Linked DNA regions of Mus musculus: region 2 is linked to region 1. Evidence: chromatin contacts called from public promoter capture Hi-C data. All regions are on one chromosome and are shown on one strand. The core of a region is the stretch at or near the end of the contact, and the rest is flanking DNA. Distances in the headings are between cores, read along the strand shown. Region 1 holds the start of Abhd4 (abhydrolase domain containing 4). Region 2 holds the start of Haus4 (HAUS augmin-like complex, subunit 4).

What was found. Promoter capture Hi-C pulls out the DNA fragments that hold promoters and counts their contacts.
Region 2: a contact with region 1 is called in a promoter capture Hi-C map of hematopoietic stem and progenitor cells. The contact joins the promoter of Haus4 here to the promoter of Abhd4 in region 1. A contact is called at or near these places in 23 of 39 promoter capture datasets (the 3T3-L1 cell line, 3T3-L1-derived adipocytes, the C10 cell line and 18 more), 4 of 484 Hi-C or Micro-C datasets (CD4 T cells, CD8 T cells, pre-megakaryocyte-erythroid progenitors and 1 more), 16 of 115 datasets of contacts at active chromatin or transcription factors (the 230-238 cell line, CD8 T cells, Th17 cells and 10 more) and 3 of 9 other capture datasets (adipose tissue, liver and pancreatic islet).

Annotation. Positions count from the first base shown.
Region 1 is chr14:54,257,742-54,261,017 of GRCm38.p6, forward strand. It overlaps Abhd4 (abhydrolase domain containing 4), which reads left to right and starts at 1,542. Exons shown (of 7, transcript NM_134076.3): 1 at 1,542-1,578. The coding sequence starts at 1,556.
Region 2 is chr14:54,552,543-54,555,818 of GRCm38.p6, forward strand. It overlaps Haus4 (HAUS augmin-like complex, subunit 4), which reads right to left and starts at 1,819. Exons shown (of 10, transcript NM_145462.2): 1 at 1,633-1,819.

The DNA of each region.
Region 1 (3,276 bases), core at 292-2,791:
AGATTCTGAGGATGGCAATCAGGAGGCTGCGTTGTTATCAAGCCTACCCAATGACTGTGTATAGTGAATTGTGGGACCACTGAGCTTGGCTAAAATCATGGATGGACATTTCTGAAAATTCCAGTTCTCTTCAACTTTAAACCCTTATAATGATCAGTTTAACATTGTGTTTCTGGAAAGAATAAATCTCAGGTTCTCTTCGGTCTTTCAAGAAGACCAAAGAAAAATACTGTAGGACTAGGAACATAGCTCCACTGCTAAAGTGCCTAGCTAGCAAGCAGAAAGCCCTGGGTTCGATCCACAATCCTGAATCAACAAGCCTGGCAGAATACCCTATAATCCCAGCACTCCAGAGATAGAAACAGGAGACTCGGAAGCACAGATCATCCTCAGATACACATCCAATGTGAGGCCAACCCAGGACACATACACCTTGACGTGTGTGTGTGTGTGTGTGTGTGTGTGTGTGTGTGTGTGTAAGAGAGAGAGAGAGAGAGAGAGAGAGAGTCCTCAGTAGATTCTTTCCCCTTAAGTATGATTAAACTACTGCAGTGGATAATCAGAAAGGGAGCGGCTCCAGGGATGCCACACCCCCTTTGCCATTTCAAGTGAATTCTGAAGCCAGCTTCAAGATGTGTCCCGCCTCTCTGCCGAGCCAGCCTGAAATGTGCTCAAAACTTCTGGGTTAAGTCACTTCACATCCCACATCCTTAATCTTATATCCACATACCTAATCACGCCCAGCCTTATGCGTTAGGCCTTTAACTGGCCCTCCTCTGGGAGGTCCACCGAATGGAAGGAAGCAGGATACTGCTACTTTTTCCTTGGAAAGTAGGTTGAGGCAAGACATCCCCAGAACAGAGAAATGCTTATGCTGACAGGTGTCACCCCTCATCTTAGAGCTGTGAATACAGGATGCCCCAAATACTACAGGGAGCCTACTTAGCTTTAAACTTTGCTGTCTAAAATTTAACTAGGCAGCATGCTTTTTGTATTTCTGGAACCGGGAAATCTTGGGTTACAATATCCGAGGCCCTTTTATAGGAAGCACCCTTATGACTCCACGGACATCTAAACCATTTCCATAGGACTACCAAGGCAGATGAAGCGTCTGTGACCTGAGATACAGAGGGAAGCTTGAGAACGTGAGCAAGAGGCAAAGCAGTTCCTTCACTCTTTAATTGAAGGAGGTGTGGAGGCGGGGCTGGTGGCATTCCAGTGAGGAACTTTGAGTTTTAAACTACCTGTCTTCCTGTCTCCCTCACTGTCCCCCAAAGGGATGTGATCCGGATTAAGGAGCCTACTTTTGTGGGACCGTAGTGTTCAGCCTGGACGCAGGCCAGAGGGAGCAAACAGAAGGAAGCACCCAACTGATTGCTGTCCATGTGCTGAGTCGGTTGGTCTGCCAACTTTGCCCGCTAGAACCCCGCTAGCGACCCAGGCCCCGCCTCCGGCCCCGCCCCCTTTGTTATCCGATACTTCCCTGGGTCAGCTGGTTCTGGCGTCGAGCGGAGGGATGGGCTGGCTCAGCTCGACCCGGCAGGGCTTGTTTACTATGGCTGATGATCTGGAGCAGCAGTGAGTTACTCCTGTCCGTTTCTCTTTCTGTCTCTATCTGTCCGGGCCAGGATCCGGGGACTGTCTGTAGTTGCGGACAGCTTCAGACTCCCCGCCTTTCCTTTCAGGTTGGCTTCCAGGGAGGGATGGGTTGCGCTCAGGAGCCCCGGGAGCGCTGAGAGATGAGAAGGCTGCGGAGCTGGGAGAGTGTTGAGGGTTAAGCTTGCGTTCAGCCTGGGGACTCTGACTTTCCACTAGTCTTCGCGATCGCCCCTCTGGTAGCCCAGTTAGATTAGTGGTAAAGCACGAGGAATAAGCTAGCTCTTCCCGATGCGGACGTGGTGCTTGTGGAGACTTGCCCGGAACTAAAGTCGTGGGTGTGAAAAGCCCTTGAAGGACAAGGCATGGGTAGGAGAAGTCTCCACTGCGATGGAATTAGTGTGGAACTGGCTTGCAAATTCCTTTAGCCCTTGGCCGCCTTTACGTTCTGCTTGCAATCCTAGTTGATAGTGTTCTTAATCATAAACACATGCTTACTGCCGTGGTTTCAGAAGTAGGTTTGTTAGATTGGGATGTGGTTACTGCTCGCCCAAGGCCATCAAGTTTGAGATGCCACCTGTGTGATGGTGGTCTAACAGGATCGGGAAAAAGTTGCTTAGAGGAGAATGACTCAGCTCCAAGGGTTTCACAGGAACAGGGCCTTCCCTTGACCTAATATTTGTCCTTTTGGATCTGCAGAACAACGAAATAACTTTGTATCAATAGTAAACAATCGTGTAAGGGACCTAAAAGAACTGCCCAAGAAGAGTATTGCTTTCTAAGAGGAAATTTATGGTGCCTACAGTGACTTGCGGGAAACGGCACTAGAGCCAAAGAAGACTCAGGTCATTCAGCTCCGTTTTACAAATAAAGCAACAGATGCGGATGCCCATAGAAATTCAGAGACTTGCTCAATGTTAAGAGGCTGCTTGCCTCACTCTCCCACCTCAGCTCTCACCTCCCTAATAGCACTGACACACAGTGTGACAGGCACTGTTGCCTTTTCTCTTTCTGGATTGTTTGTACAGAAGAAAGGCCAAGCTGTGCCCATAGCTCCCTGTCCCCCAACCCCCACCCCTTCCAGGCCTGTGTGGACTGCTGCCAGTGTTGCTGTCTCATAGGGAAGCATTTCTCTTGAGCTCTGCTGTCCAGAGTTAGAGATGTGTGGGGTTCGTTCAGGTGTCATGGTCTGACTTGTTATAGCCTACAATGCAAAGAGGAAGTCTCTCTTTTGAGACTGGCCAAGATCTGTGGTCTAGGTATTGGTGCTTCATCCAGCGAGTTCCCATGATACTCAGGGTGCCCATTGTGTATGCTATGAGTAGCTGGGATGGTTCCGCCAAGGATGCCATCATCTTCTCCTGCTCAAACCCACAAGCCCTTGCTGCAACCATCCTCTTACCTTCACCTAGGCAGAGTTCACAAAAAGAGAGAAAGCATGCAAGACAGGAAAGGTAGAACAAGAACTACATTTGTGGCAGGCACCTGTCAAGGTTCACTGTATGTCTGGACCTCAACCCCTTCCGTTCCTCACTTGTGGGTCTATAGTTCAGACCCAGGAGTTCTGTATACTCCAGAGCCAGTGCTTGGCACCTCTGCTCTTCAGTGGCTGAGTCACTGGGTGTGAAAGGGAAAGTAGGATAAGTTACCAGTTTTACTCTAGGACATAGGCAAGTTTTC
Region 2 (3,276 bases), core at 569-3,068, 300 kb after region 1:
GAACCACTCCTACTTCACCCCTACCCGCCTGTCTTAGGGTTTCTATTCCTGCGCAAACATCATGACCAAGAAGCAAGTTGTGGAGGAAAGGGTTTATTCAGCTTACACTTCCACATTGCTGTTCATCACTAAAGGAAGTCAGGACTGGAACTCAAGCAGCAAGTTGGGGAGGAAAGGGTTTATTCAGCTTACACTTCCAAACTGCTGTTCATCACTAAAGGAAGTCAGGACTGGAACTCAAGCAGGTCAGAAAGCTGATGCAGAGGCCATGGAGGGATGTTCTTTACTGGCTTGCTTTCCCTGGCTTGCTCAGCCTGCTCTCTTATAGAATCAAGATTACCAGCCCAGAGATGGTCCCACCCACAAGGGGCCTTTCCCCCTTGATCACTAATTGAGAAAATGCCTTGCAGTTGGATCTCATAGAGGCATTTCCTCAACTGAAGCTCCTTTCTCTGTGATAACTCCAGCTGTCAGGTTGACACAAAACCAGCCAGTACACCACCCAAATCCACTAAGTTCTAATGGAAGGCGTCTTCCTACCGTTACCATTTTGCTGGAGCTACAAACTGTTGCTGTCTGTCGTGTTCCCAGTAAACTAAGGGGTGTGGGTCCCAGTATACCTTTTGCCCCCTTTATAGCTCAACTGTGGAATATCACAGTTTCTTTCTGGTGCTTCTCTGTCAGTGTCATCTCATGAAAGAGCTATCTGTCTGGGAGCAAGAGCGACAGACACTTGAACTACAACAGCTTTTCCAGTAACAATGCACTGCAGTGGTTAGTGTGGGGACATAGCTATACAGATAGGTGTTTTGCCAGAACCTGGAGCACCTTGAAAAGAATGTCATCAACAGAGAGCAATGAGAAACTCAACAGCAACACAAACATTGCCTGCCCATTCTTTCCCTTATTGCTTTACCCACTCCTCCAAATGGCAGCTGAGCCCGAGGCAGCCCCGAGTCTGAAGCTTATTAGTACTTAACGCTTCACGTCCACAGAACATTGGTTTATTCGCTCCTTTTATGAGTCACATGAAAGCAACTAGCCGTTTGTTTTGTAGCGTGGTCTAGAGGAATCAGCTGAGGAGGCGCAATTCGAGACATTAATTTGTGGCTCCGCCCCGCCCCCCATGTTTTCTGTGTGAGTTTATGTGAAATGCTCCTTTTTCAGGTGCCAACAGTGTTCCACCTGCAAAGCCGCGATAACGGTTCTTGCCTTGCATGAAGCATCAAGAATTAATAACAATCGACTTGTCAACAAAAGCTATTTAGTTATGTTTTACCAGTAAGTTCCGTTTTACCAACTCAGAATGTTGTTGAACTACACCTACAAATAAAGTTTTGCAGGCCAGTTAGGCACCCAGCCACGAGGGTTTCAACCGCCCAGGGGTCCTCAGCGGAGCCGCCCACAGGACGTGACCTTAGGCTTCACCCCCACCCTGCGCAGGCAGCCGGGGTCCCACGCGCAGGAGCGCAGAGCGCCGAACTCTGACGCAGGCGTGCTTCGAGCCCTCCAGCCGTTCCCCTGCACGCTGTGCTGGACGCAGATTGATCGTCCTGACTGTTTTCACAAGAGGTGACCCTTACAAGGCCGGAGATAATCAAGATGCAGACGCGCTCTCCGGCGCCGACCTACCGTCTGGGTCGCCAAGGAGTCCTAAAGGGCGAGCGCGGCCTCGCCGCAAGCTCGCGGTCGTCGAGCGCTAACCTGCACGGCTCGCCGCCGGAGCGCTAAGGCCGGGGCCTGCCCGGGAAAGGCGCTGCCGCCAGCGTAGAAACAACTGGGTCTTAAATCAGCCGGGCACAGGACGGGGCGGGGCCTCCGTTCCCGCCTGGCGCAGCCCCGCCCCGGGAGCGCGCGCTCAGCGCAACTGTCGCGGTAGCGGCTCGGATCCTGGAAGTCGGAACTTCACCCATTTAACAAAGGGGAAGACTAGGCACGGAAGGTTATATAGAGGTGGCGGCCCAGCTCGGAAGCTTAGGCCTGCCACTGTGGTGCTCGGAGGTCGAGCCAATGTGTTGTTGGTATCAGAGATCGTCCTGTCTCGGCCTCCCGATTGATGAGAGGAAAGGTGCACGCCACTACACCCCCACTGGTTTGTTTTTATTTATCGATGTGGGCGAGCGCATGCGCCATATGTGGGCGGTGTCCACGGAGGCCGGAAGAGGGAGCCAGAGCCCTTTGAGCCGATGTTACAGGTGCTTGTGAGCTGCCAGATTTTGGGTTCTGGGACTTGAACTCAGATCCTTTTACTACGTTGCTCCAGCCTCACCTCTTGAATTTCTTAACCTACCTCGCCTCCTCCGCGCTCCCTCTGTTTTTTTTTAAAGTCACGTTTTATTTACTGTGTGTCCTACGTGTGCTGTGGAGGTCAGAAGACATTCTGGGAGTGAGACATCATAGGCTTGGTAGCAAGCTCCTTTACCCATTGAGCCGCGTTAACTGCCCTGCCCCATTCCCACATCCCTTATTTCCCATCATCCTTCCTTCACTCCTACTTATGCCTACACTGGTTTTGTAAAACTAAGGGTACCCAATCAGGAAGTGACTTCTTTTGGAAAATAAGATGTTTAGCTGTACTGTTAATCCTTCACCACACCTACTCAGGAGGTTGAGTTAGGAAGATCGAGAGTTCAAAGCTAGGCCCGGGCACTATGCTGAAGTTGCCCATCTAAAAAAATAAAAGTCTTAAATAAACTGCTTCAAGGTTATTAGAGCTCTTTATACGTTTTTATTTATTTTACTGTTGTTTACGTGTGTGGGTGTTTGACTGGCACATATGTCTGTGAACCACTTGTATGCTTACTGCTGTGGGATCCTCTGGAACCGGTTACAGTTACCACCATATAAGTGTGGAGAATCCAACCCAGGTTTACTTGAAGAGGGATGGTTGAGCCATCTCCCTAGCCCAGTGATTAGATCGCTTGCATCAGAGAACAAACTGATAGGATGGAGCAAAAGTGCTAGGAAATGGAGCTGTTTGGCTTTTCCTTAGAACAGCAGTTCTCAACCTGTGGTCGAGACCCCTTTGGTTGGTTGAACGACCCTACAGGGGTCACCTAAGGCCACTGGAGAACACAGGTGTTTACAATTCGTAACAGCAAAATTACAGTTATGAAGTAAGTAATGGAAATCATTTATGGTTGGGGGTCACCACAACATGAGAATCTGTATTAAAGGGTCACAGCTTTAGAACATTCTAGGGCCAAGGGTAGTGGCTCATGCCTTTAACCCCAGTGATTGGGAGGTAGGGGGTAAGCAGATGAGGACAGCCTGATC